Regions from separate parts of the Bombyx mori genome. Here region 2 is linked to region 1. A link is a contact called in public Hi-C data. All regions are on one chromosome and are shown on one strand. The core of a region is the stretch at or near the end of the contact, and the rest is flanking DNA. Distances in the headings are between cores, read along the strand shown. Region 1 holds the start of LOC101737853 (oocyte zinc finger protein XlCOF6). Region 2 holds the start of LOC100529238 (daxx).

Evidence for each region. Hi-C and Micro-C count contacts between places; a contact is called where the count stands out from the background.
Region 2: a Hi-C map of posterior silk gland shows a contact between it and region 1, with 1.7 times the contacts expected there. The contact joins the promoter of LOC100529238 here to the promoter of LOC101737853 in region 1. A contact is called at or near these places in 2 of 7 Hi-C or Micro-C datasets (middle silk gland and posterior silk gland).

Annotation. Positions count from the first base shown.
Region 1 is chr3:2,556,008-2,563,511 of ASM3026992v2, reverse strand. LOC101737853 (oocyte zinc finger protein XlCOF6) reads right to left here and starts at 4,689. Exons shown (of 12, transcript XM_012688523.4): 1 at 4,465-4,689; 2 at 4,204-4,378; 3 at 3,549-3,674; 4 at 3,170-3,307; 5 at 2,663-2,998; 6 at 2,053-2,183. The coding sequence starts at 4,550.
Region 2 is chr3:2,873,214-2,880,717 of ASM3026992v2, reverse strand. It overlaps LOC100529238 (daxx), which reads right to left and starts at 4,485. Exons shown (of 6, transcript NM_001202538.1): 1 at 4,444-4,485; 2 at 2,767-3,199; 3 at 2,059-2,530; 4 at 1,321-1,583; 5 at 1. The coding sequence starts at 4,485. It overlaps LOC110385210 (a long non-coding RNA gene), which reads left to right and starts at 5,209. Exons shown (of 4, transcript XR_005246534.2): 1 at 5,209-5,706; 2 at 5,819-5,890; 3 at 6,384-6,432.

The sequences.
Region 1 (7,504 bases), core at 3,440-5,939:
GATTATAGAAAAAATACTTAGTGCATTAATTTTGTCATAAATAAATATGCATTTACTTTCTTCCAAATAAGCGCCACTACAGTTTACAATAAGTAGTTTAAAAAAAGTAACTCTATTGAAAAAAACAAAAATTTTATTTTTGCGGGAAAAATATTGCCAACTTCAAAACCTTTTACGTATTAAGTAAACATTTTAAGTATATAAAAAAACATATAAATAAATCATTTTAAATATTATCATTAATCAATCGATTTTAATCGATTTTAAGCACATAAAATAACATCAAAGACATACCCATTGGACTTTAACTTGTTACTATACTTGAGACCTTAGAACTAATATCTCAAGGTGGGTGGCGCATTTACGTTGTGGATGTTTATGGGCTCCAGTAACCACTTAACACCAGGGTGGCTGTGAGATCGTCCACCCATCTAAGCAATAAAAAAAAACTTAACTTGTATTGTTATTTAAAAAAAAGTGTGTGTGTCCGCTCCGACGCACGACTGGAGTTTACTGGATATAAAAAATTAAACGAAACAATACGAGAAATAGTTCTATATTACGACAACACGATACACTACAGATTATTAACAAATTAACGAGACACAAAACAAACGACTAACAAATATATGAAAATACAATAATGAGAGAAACGCGCGATCAGTACGAGGCTTTGTGGCGGACTGCCGGCGCAGCAGCCCGGCGTCACCTGCGATAACGCATTTCGTGTGACATGCGCAATCAGGCGCATAACGCATTTCGTGTGACATGCTAGTACGATTTTGGTCCCCATAATTTTCATACCCCGGGCCTATATATGTAAATCGATTCTAAAGGAGTAAACTCCAATATGTACAACTAAAACAAAAACATAAAAAATAAAATATAATGTGTACTCGTAAAAAAAAGATTAAGAAATAAATACAATATCGGTTATTTAAAAAAATGATCGATATATGAATTTCATGTGATTATTTTTCTTTATACTGACAACACTGATTTTAATCTGACTGACTGACACTTCGCTTGCTGCTTGTGCTTGCGTTCAAAATGGATGTGTTTTGATTTTTCTTCGATTTATTTTGCTTTTATCAATAACGTTTCATACTACGGCTGGAAACCATTGTGTGAATTGTGGTTTTAACCTGACCGAGATTTAAAACCGTGTATATGCTCTCCTGTGCTATTTTTAGATGATTTACTAATTGTGTATGAAGATGAAGAAAATATAGAATAATATAAATATTTAAAGAAGTATGTGTGTTTTTTATACCCTAATAACTACAATTGGATAAAAATACATTAGGAACATCTTAAACATTAAAAAAAGAAAAGTTCTTGAGGTATTTATATAGAAAATTAACCTCAAAACGAGTTTTTTATTTTTATTATATTTTTTATAATAGTGGCGTCAATTTTAATATATTTTTTAGATATCTAATACATTTAAGAATTGGAATCAGTCCATTTTTATAGTAATATTTAATGTCCACCTTGGGCCTAGTACACTGGAGAGTGGGCAATCCCCTTTAAAACAAAACATTTTTTTATTGCTTAGATGATTAATGGAGCTCACGGCCCACCTGCTGTTAAGTAGTTACCGGAGCCCATAGACATCTACAACGTAAATGCCGCCACCCACCTTGAGATATGTGTTCTAAGGTATCAGTATAGTTACAACGGCTGCCCCGCCCTTCAAACCGAAACGCATTACTGCTTCACGGCAGAAATAGGCAGGGTACCACCAGTAAATACCTTCTCGATCGCGTAAATGTTTACTCAAATTTGGTATGGAGTTAGTACAACGCCCCTAGCGGCAAACGATGGGAAGCTGTTCCAACTCCATACATACAAGTTAGAAAAACTCGCCCTAAGCCAACAGGACGGGTGGATTGTCCGTGCGTAGCACAGCTGCTCCCAATAATTAGCCAGTTTTATAAATGTTACACGACAAAAAAAAAATACAATACTTTCATTTTTACTTAGTTAAAACTATTGACACGTTAAAACGTAAATAAATACTGACTACTAAAAATCATTCGTGACACTCACGCATCACTAAGTGTTTTAGGGCAGCTTTTATACTGGAACTTCTTCTTGTGCGTGTGTCGCCTGTGCAAGTCTACGGAAGCTTCACTCTTGAAACGAAGCTTACATATGGGACACTCGGCTTTATTACGACTCTGTAAATAAACTTTTATTTTAGTTGTGATTTGATAAGTGAATTATCCCTCTGTTAATGAAGTTATGAAATCCTTGCATAGCAACGACAAGTTCAATTAACAATGATTTTTCCAATTGAGAACAGTGATGAGAGAACACTTTTGAGAGAAATTGTTTCTAATGTTTGCTAGTGTACTTAATGCAAACACTGTGTAATGTAGTTCACACAAATCGGTAGCACACCACCCTGCCCATTTCTACTGTGAATTCAAGTTGGGTTCTGTTGAAAGCTATACATTATTTCAACAAAATTTCTAGTTCCATTTAATGTTTCAAGGGCTGAAAAATGGCATCTCATAAGCCTAAACACTTCCTTGTTCTGGGAACCCCACTATATCCAACTGCAAACTCAGAAATGCAGTAATGAAGATCGACAAAATGATACAAAAGAACAAAACCTGTATGGATATTAGGTTTTGGATATTTAATATTCACTGACCTTTAGACTCTTAGTTTTCTTCAATAAACTTAATGATTTATCGTCACTACAATCAGATCCAACCGAAATATTATCTCTATCATTGTATCTCATCCCTCCATCAATAATATCAGATGTATCATAATTCTTTGAATTTTCAACCATAGCATCCAAATGATTTTCTAATTTTACATTTATTTCTCCATTTTTGCATTCAAAATCAAATTTCATTGATGATCTATTTTGTTGGTTTTTAGAACCGTGTTCTACATAATAATGTGTTTGATTGGTTGTAGATAATGATGAACACAAGTTTAACTGTTTTCTATTGATTCTTCGTATTAGATCTTTAGTTACCTAAAAAATATTTCAATTATTTAAACAGTACAGCATAGTCTCTATTTATTATGATTGTTATTGGGAAATTTGCAGTTTGTTCAAATGTACATTCCATTATATAATGCTATTATAAGGTGTAATAATTAATATATATGTATATCTATCTATTTCAATTTATCAAAAAGATACCATTCCATTTCGCGCAAATACATCTAGCAATGTTGCCTGAGCTACAACACTCTTCTCAATAAGTTTGCAACACTTGCCAACCTCAGCTGCACACATGTAACACACAAACTGTGGAAGTCCATCTGTTTGTAATTTTTCCTGAAAAAAATAACTTCATGTTTCACCATCAACAAAAAGGTGCTAAATTCTGAAAATACTTAAATACCCTTATGTAACTGCGATTCAGAAAAAATGTGCAAACAGATAAACAGACAATAAATTCCAAATTTAACATTAATAACTGAATGCAACGGCAATCTCAAAAATTTTGACTACTGAAGAAAAGTCCCAGGAATATAATTATCTTGAATATTCTATAGGAAAAGAAAACAAAACCTACCCTTAACACTAATATTTGTTCCATATAAGACTTTAATCTTCCTTCTTGAGTACTGTACATTTTAACATCATTTGCCAGACATATTCTACAGACTTTTACCTCAGAAGCATCAAAATTAGAGCTCAACTGAAAACAAATGGTGTGACTGTAGATCAGAAATTTGAATATACCTAAGTCTGTACAAAACACTTAATAGTTTAGTATCTATTATTCTTTATATTAATATTTATATCAACCACTTACATAAGAAACTATGTAAAATTGTTATTTTAAATACCTTAATTAACAAACATAATTTCACCAACTGACTTATACAATACCATTTAGAATACAGAAAAACTATGATGAAAATAAAGATTGATTATTATAAGTCTAAGTACTATTTTATTAAATCAGTGTTAGTCTGTTATAATAGATAAATCACCCAGTTTTTACCCAACAGTAAGCAGAGCTCACTGATATCACATAGTGAATACCTTGAAACATGAAATCTAAATCTGAATTTCTTTGCAATAATGGCTATTATGTCCATCAGACTGGAATGTAGGATTGAATCCTTACCACAACCTACCTGAAATTAATTTAGTAACATGTGTTACAAAGGGATGAATTCTATTTTTGTAAATTTTTGTAAACACTTGAGCTGGAAGCTTACAGGTAAATTTAGAACAGGTATAGCATCATCCTTGATTCTAGTTCTACAGTTCTCGTAATTGACATAGTCGCGATCAAAGTGTATACTGCAGATACGTGCATAGGCCGGTGGATCCCAATTAGAACGGCCAATCGCTTTCACCCATTTAGCCTTCATTAATGAATTTGTTGGGAACCTGAATGTAAATATAATAAAGTATAAATAATTATTAAGTTATGCTACAGTCGTATCTTAATTAACTTGTAAAAAACATTTTTTTACGCATGGAATGTTATGTTCGAATTCGGGTCTTTCTTCTTCATTTTGCTATTATTAGTACATCCTTTCACACAACAATAGCAAACCATTTTTTTAATGTAATATTTTACTAATCGAGTCAAAATTGTAATAAGTGCCTATTCACATATTATGTAGGAATTATCTACTTCGGAATTCCAAATTTCAAAACAAATCGAGTTTCATCGCTTGTCATTTTTGTAAGGGATTTTATGACCGGGTAACTAAGACCTTTAAGTCATGTCTTATTTTAATTTATATTCTTATTTTTATGAAAAATGATAATATGGACTGAAATGAAATGAAATGAAGATGATTAATTTGAGACATTAATCAACTGGGATGAAATTAAAAGAAACGAGGTTTTCTGTGAAACAAGCAGCAACCTACAGTAGCAAGTGGAAAGATTTTAACAACAGCGCCATAAACTAAATTAAACTATACTTCGGCCAAGTTCCCATATGCACTGGGAGTACTGGTTACTATTTAAAACGGAACGCAATACAGTACGCTAACATCACCCCTACCCTGAGTGACAGGGAGTTTTTCGCCCGGGTAGTGGGGTTTGCCCCAAGGCCCGTTCCGTGCCCCCGCAAGGATGTACGATGACCCTCCTAACTTAGTATAGTGCGCAGTACAACAATTACTGTTTAAATTTAATTAAATTTAAAAAATTAATATTCACGTTATTGTCAGTTGAATTAATCGCATTATAAAAGTTAGTATACTTTTTAGTAAAAGAAAAAATGTTTTCCAAGCAATTTAATGTATATTAATAACCGAATGTACATTATTTTATTCTATCATCAATAGTTTTTGTAGGGCACGTGATGTAAAGAATATTTTAGATAATTTTTTTACACCTTGGGTTACACTAAAGGAGTTTTAGTAAGGACCCCTCATTTTTTTTAAAGTAATTATAGCCTATGTTACTTGGGAATAACGTAGCTTCCAAATAATGAAAGAATTTTTCAAATCGGTTCTGTAGTTTCGGAGCCTATTCAATACAAACAAACAAACAAATCCTTCCTCTTTATAAAATTAGTATAGATATAGAAAATAAGACATAACTTAAAGATCTTAGTTACCAGGTCATAAAATCCATTAAAAAAAATGACAAGCAATCAAAGTCAAACTTTTTGGCGGGAACGCCAGGAGTGAAATTGTGTGATTTGTTTTATTTTGTCTATTTAGTGTTTCTTCAGGATTAAATGTTTAATAACGGTGGTTTATTAACTGTTTATGTGGTAATTATGTTAAATAATGAAACATAGTTCTTCGGATGTACATACTGACTTTTTTATTCTTTACATAAAATTATACGACTAACAAATTGTTGCTAGGCAACAACTATTCTTCTTAATATAAACTTATGATGGTTACATATACTAAGAAGGCCAGTTCTAACACCCCCACTTAACCACATAAGTTTTATACATTTATTAAGTTTAATTCTGTTCACTGTTTTTGTTTTGCATCAGCGAATTGTATCCATCTAACATGGCTGTGTGCCATAACTCTCGATCCGAACGTTCCAATGTGTCCTCAACTGACTTAGGATCTGATCCCTCGGTAATCAAAAAATTATAGATCATATCTTCTTGTATTTTGGGACGTCTAATCCTCTTTGAATAACGACGTTCGTTTGTAGAGGTGGTTGATTCATTTGTAGAAGTGGTTGGATCAGGAGTATTCATTTCCAATTCCCCCACTGCATCAGGATCTCCTATATGGACAGGAACCTGAGACATAACCGGATGATAATTACTATTTATTGAAATTTCATTGTTCTGAATACTATCCACCGACTCCAGATGAATGGTCTCTTTGCCATAATTCTGAACATTTTCAAAAAATACTGCGTCCCGAGCGATTATTAGCCGAGTTGGATTCTTAATATCCACGAAACGATAGCCTTTTTGATTCAAACTATAGCCAATCATAATTAATTCTCTTGACTTTGAATCAAATTTCCTTCTATTGTTTCCCTTAATGAGTACTTGAGCTTTACTACCAAAAACCTTGAGATTGGTGATATCCACTCGTTCACCTGACCACACTTCTTCAGGAACTTTGTCTGAGATAGCCATGGTTGGAGACCTATTTTTTAAATATATAGCTGTTTTTTGGACAAACCACTATCTTGCAACATACAACGTGCCTTTTCAATTACAGTACGAATTGTACGCTCTGCCACTCCATTTTGTTGCGGAGTGTGTGCCACTGAAGTCTGATGATGGATACCATTCGCTCGTAAAAAGCTTTGAAATTCATCGTTTATGTATTCACTACCATTATCGCTACGCAATTTTTTGATCTTTTTATTAGTTTGATTCTCCACAAACACCTTGAATTCCTTAAATTTAGCAAATACTTCTGTTTTGGATTTCAACATATATCCCATAACTTTCCGACTAAAATCATCAACAAAGATAAGAAAATATCGAGCACCACCCCATGTCTCTTCCTCCATGGGTCCAGCTAAATCTGTGTGAATCAACTCCAATATATCCTTAGCTCTTTTATTCTTTCTTTTTGGGAACTTTTTTACGCACTGTTTACCTTTACAACAACTGACGCATGGTTCCTTACTAAATTCATTCAAGGTAAAGCCATCAACCAACCCTCTTAATTTATTCATTAGAGCTGGTGATAAATGACCTAAACGCCTATGCCACAACTTATATTGATCGTTATCAGGCGAATTAATGTCTTTAGTAACCAATGCCCTGTCATCTGGGTCTACTACATATAACCCATCTTTTAAAGGTGCTTCTAAAATAGTTTTTCCCACTAAGGATACATCTGCAGATTTGTAAACTTTACAAGAATGTTTATCAAAAACAACTGTACAATCATGCTTACAAATACTACTAACAGAAAGTAAATTGTTATCAAATCTGGTATGTACAAAACATTCTCAAACTTTAACTTATAATTAGGCATCAATACATCACCCTTTACCTTAGATAATATTTTCTCATTATTAGCTGTAGTTATATACTTCCGGTAACCACCTTTAGCA
Region 2 (7,504 bases), core at 3,236-5,735, 320 kb before region 1:
GCTAGAAATAAGATACTTATAAAGTCACTTTACTTTCCATTGAATCTACCACCAGGTCGGAAACGCGACCCACTGAGAAGATCCGGCGAGAAACTCAGTGGGCTGTGTCTGTGGGTTGTTTATTTATTATGTGAATTAGATTAGCAAAATAATATCTTCTAAACTTTCGTATCTACTGATTATAATATTTGTCTTTGTATCCTAAAGAAATATGTACTCAAATTGACGAATTCCACAATTGAAGGAATAAGAAACAAACACAATATGGCTGTGCCCTTGCCATTGCCATAAAAAAAACGAAACATTAAAAAGGTAATGTAATAATTAAAGTAAGATACTCTGAAGTTAATAACTCAAAGTTAACATTTAACCTGTGCAGAATGGAGATCACCCACTTATTGTTGTACTGAACTTTCTCTAATCCTCCCCCTGCTGGTGTTAGTGGACACCACTAACCTGTGTATTTTTGCCATAGTACAGTTGTGTGTTCCGATTTGTATGATTAGGATACAGTTAAAATATAATTAACTTCATGTTAATACACTAGTCCAAGAGAAGAGTTGTAAAATGGAGATGCCACCATTAATGATTTGGTGTTTAAGCTCATCAGCATTTCTAAACAAATAATATATTCAACTATGAATTTGGCCTCTGTTTGTAGATCATTACCCTATATAGAAGTCAGTGCTCGGATGCATCTATTGAGAGTATGACAGCTGAAATAAATTTAATTTCAATACAAATCTTTGTTCCATATTTACATTAAAATTAGCAATTTGACAATCACATAAAATGGCGCAATCAAAACCTTGGTTTTTCTATTTATGCTAATAAAATGAATTTTGTTAATCCCAGCTATCCCTACTTTTTTATATTTTATTGCTTAGGTGGTTGGATGAGCTCAAGGCCACCTGGTGCTAAGTGGTTACAGGAGACCATAAACTTCTACAACGTTAATGCCGCCACCTACCTTGAGATATGAGTTCTAAGGTCTCAGTATAGTTACAATGGCTGCACCATCTTTCAAACCAAAAAGCATTACTGCTTCATTGCAGAAATAGGCAGGTTGGTGGTACCTAACAGAGTGGGCTCACAAGACATCCTCCCACCAGTAATTATGCATATTATAATTTTACAGGTTTCATTTTTACTATACGATGTTATTCCTTCACCGTGGAAATCAATCGTGAACATTTGTTAAGTATGTACGTATTTCATTAGAAAAATTGGTACTTGCCAGCAGGATTCCAACACGGGTGCATCGCTAGATACGAATGCACCATGATAAATTTGGGTATTCATGTAGATACAATAAATTACCTTCAGACATGACCTGCACAGCATTCCAGCCCAAACTCTCAGTAGCATTGGCCTCTGCTACACACATCATCACGTCATGGAAATCAGGGAACGGTGGCTCTCCATTTGACCCTATGTTCTCATTGAGGAACTGTTCAAGTTTTTGTACAGGTGCAGGAGGATGATCTTTTGCAACTTGCAGTCGAACTTCGCGTCTTTTAATTGGCTCATCTCCAGTAAGACTACACAGCTCTTTATACAGATCCACAATCTTTTGTTTTAACCTGTAACAACAGACAGTTTTATCATATTACCACGGTGATGAGCAGAACTCACCTGTTGTTAAAAGTTACTAAAGCCCATAGCTACCACAACTTCATTTTAAAGTAGAACTTAGTACCCTTCAAACTGGAATGCATGATTGATTTTATTTTGAAGAAAAGGAGAACAAGGGTTTCTAGACAATCCTATAAATCCTTAAAATGTCCAAGCTAGTAATAACCAGGTTCCATACTCATATTTCCGGATTGATAGCCAGACAAAAACATTTTCTCAACAACAACAAGACATCATGTTGGTCCAAATTTCTGTAAAAATTATGTTCCAATTTGTGATAATTAAATCTTGTCATAGTGGCAAAAAAGTTCATTGGTATGTATCAAACATTTCAAAGTCAAATTCTCTTAATAAGAGATAACTGCTCATGTGCACATGATATTGGTCTATCTATCCACAAATTCACACTCAATCAACACTCACTTTTCACTCTGAATATATGGTGAATAAAGAGAATCATCACAAACGTCCTGTTGCTCCAACTTAACTATTTTCTCTTTATAATTAGCAATAGTAATTTCAATTTCCTTGATTCGAGTCTCAGTATCAATTGTAGAGGATTTTTTTCCTACAGGTACTAGCAGTTCAGTCTTCTTGCTTTCTGAATCTTTCATAATAAAAAAATCAACATTAATATCTTGAACATCCTTAATTATTTTCGTTTCAACATCCATTTCCTTCATAGGTTCATTTGTACTATTTTCAGTCTTAATTGTTTCTCTTATAGTGATTTTGTTTTCATTTGAAAGTTTTGAACTGTTGTCAACAACAATTACATCGCTGTCATCATCTTTGATTTCTATAATGTTTGCTCCATTATCATCTAAGTTTATAAAGTTAAACCTAGATTTCTTTTTTGAAACCCCATCTACTGGTGATCTTCTCTGAAGAGCAGCTGTAGAAGGTAATTTAAATTTAAAAAAAAACATGAGACCACATAAATTTTCTAATTATTAATAGTAGCCACTGCTAAAAGGAGTAACTATTGACTTCTTCTAGGTTCATATTTTATTTGAAAATTTAATTTACAATTTATTTTCAACAATACTGGAAATTTTCAGTACTAATTTATTAAAAAATAAGTCTAAAAGTTTTTAAAAACAGTTAGAAGGTAAATTTAAAATTACTTACTGTCTTCTTTTAACTTATCTTGTAAAGCTGTGGACATTGTTATAAGCTTGGCCTTCTTCTTAACTTTATGAAGTTTCAATGCATCACACACACCTTTTATGTGCGAGAACTTGTGTTTTGGATCTAACTCTAACTTCATAAAGGCATTGTCCAAAATATTTTGAAACCGATGTGAACTTTTGTACTCAGGACATGTGTTCTGGTACAAGCCTAATAATGTGCGATTAACAATTCTCGCCATCCCATCTGAATTCTCCAGAGCAAAACATTTTTCTATAAATTTTACTAAATTCTTATTGTCTAAAAATATTTTATCATATTTTATGTCACAGGTTTGTCTGGTACTTGGATGTCCAACGTCATCATCTAAGACTATCATGCTTAATGAGTCAAGTGCATGATTCTTTATCCCCTTTTTTGGTGGTATTAAAATCTGCAATAAAATAATATAATTGTTTGTATTTTCAATATTTTTAATTTCATTGCATAAATGGATATAGCAGCTCAGTCTGCCTTGTTATTGACATTTAATTTTAGGTTTTTTTTTACGTGTACTCGATTTATGTATTTCATGCTATTAATACACCACAACCTAATATTTCTTTCATTATTATTATACAAAACAACAATGCTAAGAAAACAGCATCATCACTGTGAATGCAAAGAAACTAAAAACTTACTAGTGAATTAAAAATGTTTGTTTGTTGATTTGTTGCACAACTGATCAATTTGTAAGTTTATGAATAGCTTACATTAATAATATATTGCTCTTGTTCTAAGACTTGTTGTAGAAAAAGCTCAATTTTATTTCTCATGTTCTGTTAACAGTAACGGAATTTGCAAATTTTCCACTAAAGTTTAGATTAATTTAAATAAAAAAAGATTCCTGATTATTTAGATGAATTTTAATCGTCAATATTTTTTTTTAGTAACTGAGACAATACAGTATTTCTACATATCTAGTAAATTGGGAGACATTTTACTGGTGGTAGGACCTCTTGTGAGTCCGCGCGGGTAGGTACCACCGCCCTGCCTATTTCTGCCGTGAAGCAGTAATGCGTTTCGGTCTAAGGGTAGGGCAGCCGCTGTAACTATACTGAGATCTTACAACTGATATCTCAAGGTGCATTTACGTTGTAGATGTCTATGGGCTCCAGTAACCACTTAACACCAGGTGGGCTGTGAGATCGTCCACCCATCTAAGCAATAAAAAAAAACATACTTAAAAATACTATTACTCTATTTAATCACGACTTTATTATTTTCACTTCATATTTTCGACATTTCCAAGTATTTAGTTTTCACGGTTGCGGACGACCAAGGTGTTGCTCGTAGACAAATTACGGTTTGTTCAACATTAATAATAAATTATAAGCGCAAGATTAAACCGTAAACATTCTTCAAAACTTTCAGTTATAATTACGATTATTTGTAATCTATTAGAAGTAAATGTAAATTAGCTCGCATTTTTCAGATAACAAAATATTGAAGGATCAAGTTGAGTAGGTATGTACCGGTAGTAAAAAGCACTGCATTGCAGTGTTTTTTAAATATTTGCATTCATAAGCCTTGAGGCGTGATTGCAGTTACAGTGATAAAATAAAGTGTATTTTTAAAGATGTTCGTAACATTTTTGTTGTTTAACATTCTGTTTTGAGTAGAAAATCATCACCATACCACGTCGCTGACATCGTCGAAATCTGCTAAATCTCCAATCATTTCGACTTTTTACCAAACAATCCTTTGTTATGTTATTAATTTCTAATGGTGTAAATTAACGAGAAATAAAAAAAAATGAAAGCCATAGAATATGTGTGTCTCTGTATCTGCACTATTTTTTAACTCAAACGAAATTTCAAACAAAATTTCAAATTACACAATTTGACATATTGACTGAGTTTTTTTTTAAGGGATTTATGACCTGGTAACTGAGACCTTTAAGTCATGTCTTATTTTAATTTATATTCATATTTTTATGAAAAATGATATTATGGAGTGAAATGAAACGAAGATGTTTAATTTGAGACATTAATCAACTGGGATGAAATTAAATGAATGATATGGGATGAAATATAATCGCAGTAAAATGGTGGCTTACTGAGATTTTTTCAGTGGACTTTTTGGAGGAACCCGGGAAGTTACGTCCAGCAGCTTTGTTTCATTTTCCCACATTTGTGCACTTTCACAGATATTAAACAGTTAATAAACCACCGTTATTACACATTTAAACCTGAATAAACACGAAATAGACAAAATAAAACAAATCACACAACTTCACTCCTCGCGTTCCCGCCAAAAAGTCCTATTGACTGAGCTAGGTATTTTCAGTGTTTCCACTTACAATTTCCATTTTACCCTAGTTTCTTTTGAATTTATCTCTAAAATTCCCTAAACAACTTTCATAAATCCTTTATTTAGGGAGCATAAACAAAATACAGAAAATAAACCACAGCATATAATGTAGCTATATAATAACAAAATGCCCACAGAAGATCATAGATCTACAGGATTAGAATTTTTGGGAAGTCGACGCATTGCTTTTATATTCTTTTGCTGCACGCAACATAACACTGTTCGTTTTTAAAATTGAGAAATTGTTTGCGAGCAATCCCAGCTTTGTATGGAGCAAGCCGTTCAGGGTTTCATTAGAAAGCCCGTTTTGTCAGTTTTTACATTTTTGAGAACACTGAATAGTCTTTCCACCTCAGTCTTTGAAGAAGATGCTGCTAGTAAAACTGAAATGACAACTTCAAGGTTTTGGTAAATGAAATTACCATGATAATTTTTCATGGTACATGAAGTACCTATAGCGTGTGATGCGTGCGATGATACCACTGAGAAAAACAATGCACCCATCATTTTTAGATGAGTCTTCTAAAGGTATTTCGAACGTTACCAGTTACTACAGTAGGTGGTAGGACCTCTTGTGAGTCCACGCGGGTAAGCAATAAAAAAAACTTAAAGTAAAATATTTTATGTACGCCTTCATATTATTATGTAATCCACCGTTATGACGTCATAAGACTGATAGCAGCATCTGTATTTGTTCCAGCATGGTTTTGTTGTACTATTGGCGTTACTGGTGTCCGGTCCTCCAAAATAACAAGAAAACCAAAGGAATAAGGTATATTTAATAACAAATACACATGTATGCAAATAAACATGCTTTTATTAGTAGAGTATTTCTAAGAAGTGAAATGAATAACAGTTGTTTTGTCTAGTACTATTAACAATAATATCTTCTTTTTTTTTGTATTTTGGAAGGCAGAGGACCTTAAACGATTTCTTGATTTTACAAAATTAAAACACAAATATTATTTCATTCGATTATTAGAAAAAAAACGAATAGAGTGCAATCTCAGGTGGCTTGAGCACTGATCAACGCTTTGCCGACATCACTCTGTAGCGCTCTGGCTTTACTAATTTAATCATTCGCTAAACATTCTGATGGCGTCAGATAATGGGCTGGTCCACACTGTTACCCAAAACAAATTACAATACGTGCAAATTGTGTTTAAACCAACAAATTGGGATAAGCTTAAGAATAATCGAAACTATTAAGATTTTAATTGCCAACATAACTGAATTACAACACAATTAATTTTTAATTATCATAGATCTGAAATCGAGTGCTCAGCTGATCTGTATTCCGGCGTCTAAATTGAGGTGAGTTCAACGACTATAGTATGGTCACGAATGGTGAGCTAACGCCATAACTCAAGAACTGACATGAAGTTTTTTATTTTTTTTTATTGTCTAGATGTGTGGACGAGCTCACAGCCCACCTGGTGTTAAGTTGTTACTGGAGCCCATAGACATCTACAATGTAAATGCGCCACACACCTTGAGATATAAGTTCTAAGGTCTCAGTATAGTTACAACGGCCGCCCCACCCTTCAAACTGAAATGCATTACTCATAAGGCGACGTGGTGAGATTACCGTAAACGATAGTAGAATACGGAAATCCACAATTTAATACAAAAAAGGCAGCGAGCCAGCACTGTAACACTTTTGTTTCGTAATTAAGATATTCCGAATCTTTTCCGATTTCCATAGTAGAACCCAATGCATAGATTATACACAATATGAGAACTAAATCTATGATCTATACCTATGGTACTATGGTGGATCGTACTATGTGGGACGTGCAAAATGAAGTGTTTTATAAGCTATTGCATAGCTTTTATCGCGGGCTTTGAGCGCGGCGACTGAAGCAAGAAATTCCGTAACGAAAAAAAATCTAACACCCCTCACTCTGCCTTTGTTTAATTATAATTGCTGTTGATAAGAAATGCTATGCAATAGCTTTACCGCGGCAGTCCCCGAGTGCCACACCTGGTTTTTTTTTCTGGGTAGGTTGATAAAATGCACTTGGTTTCCAAGTCTGTTTACTAATTTTATTCAAAAATTATCAAAAACAGAAATTGCTTTAAACCTGATCACATTCTCCTCCAAATTGCTAAAATTAAATTACAATGTTAATTTTATCTTTATATACCTTACCCTACATTTACTAAAAGACAAAAAATAACTCTTCAAGTACTAATTAGGTTTACATAGCGCATTATGTACTCTATTCTTACATAAACTTTTTTTTACACTATTTTTTTTTTAAATTGCATACTATGAACACTTACTAAGGTTTTTTTTTCTAAATTTAGACTATTCGCGGTTATCGATGAGTCAATCATATATAGTCCTTAAAAATATTAAAAATTTTGACAGAAAATTTAGTTA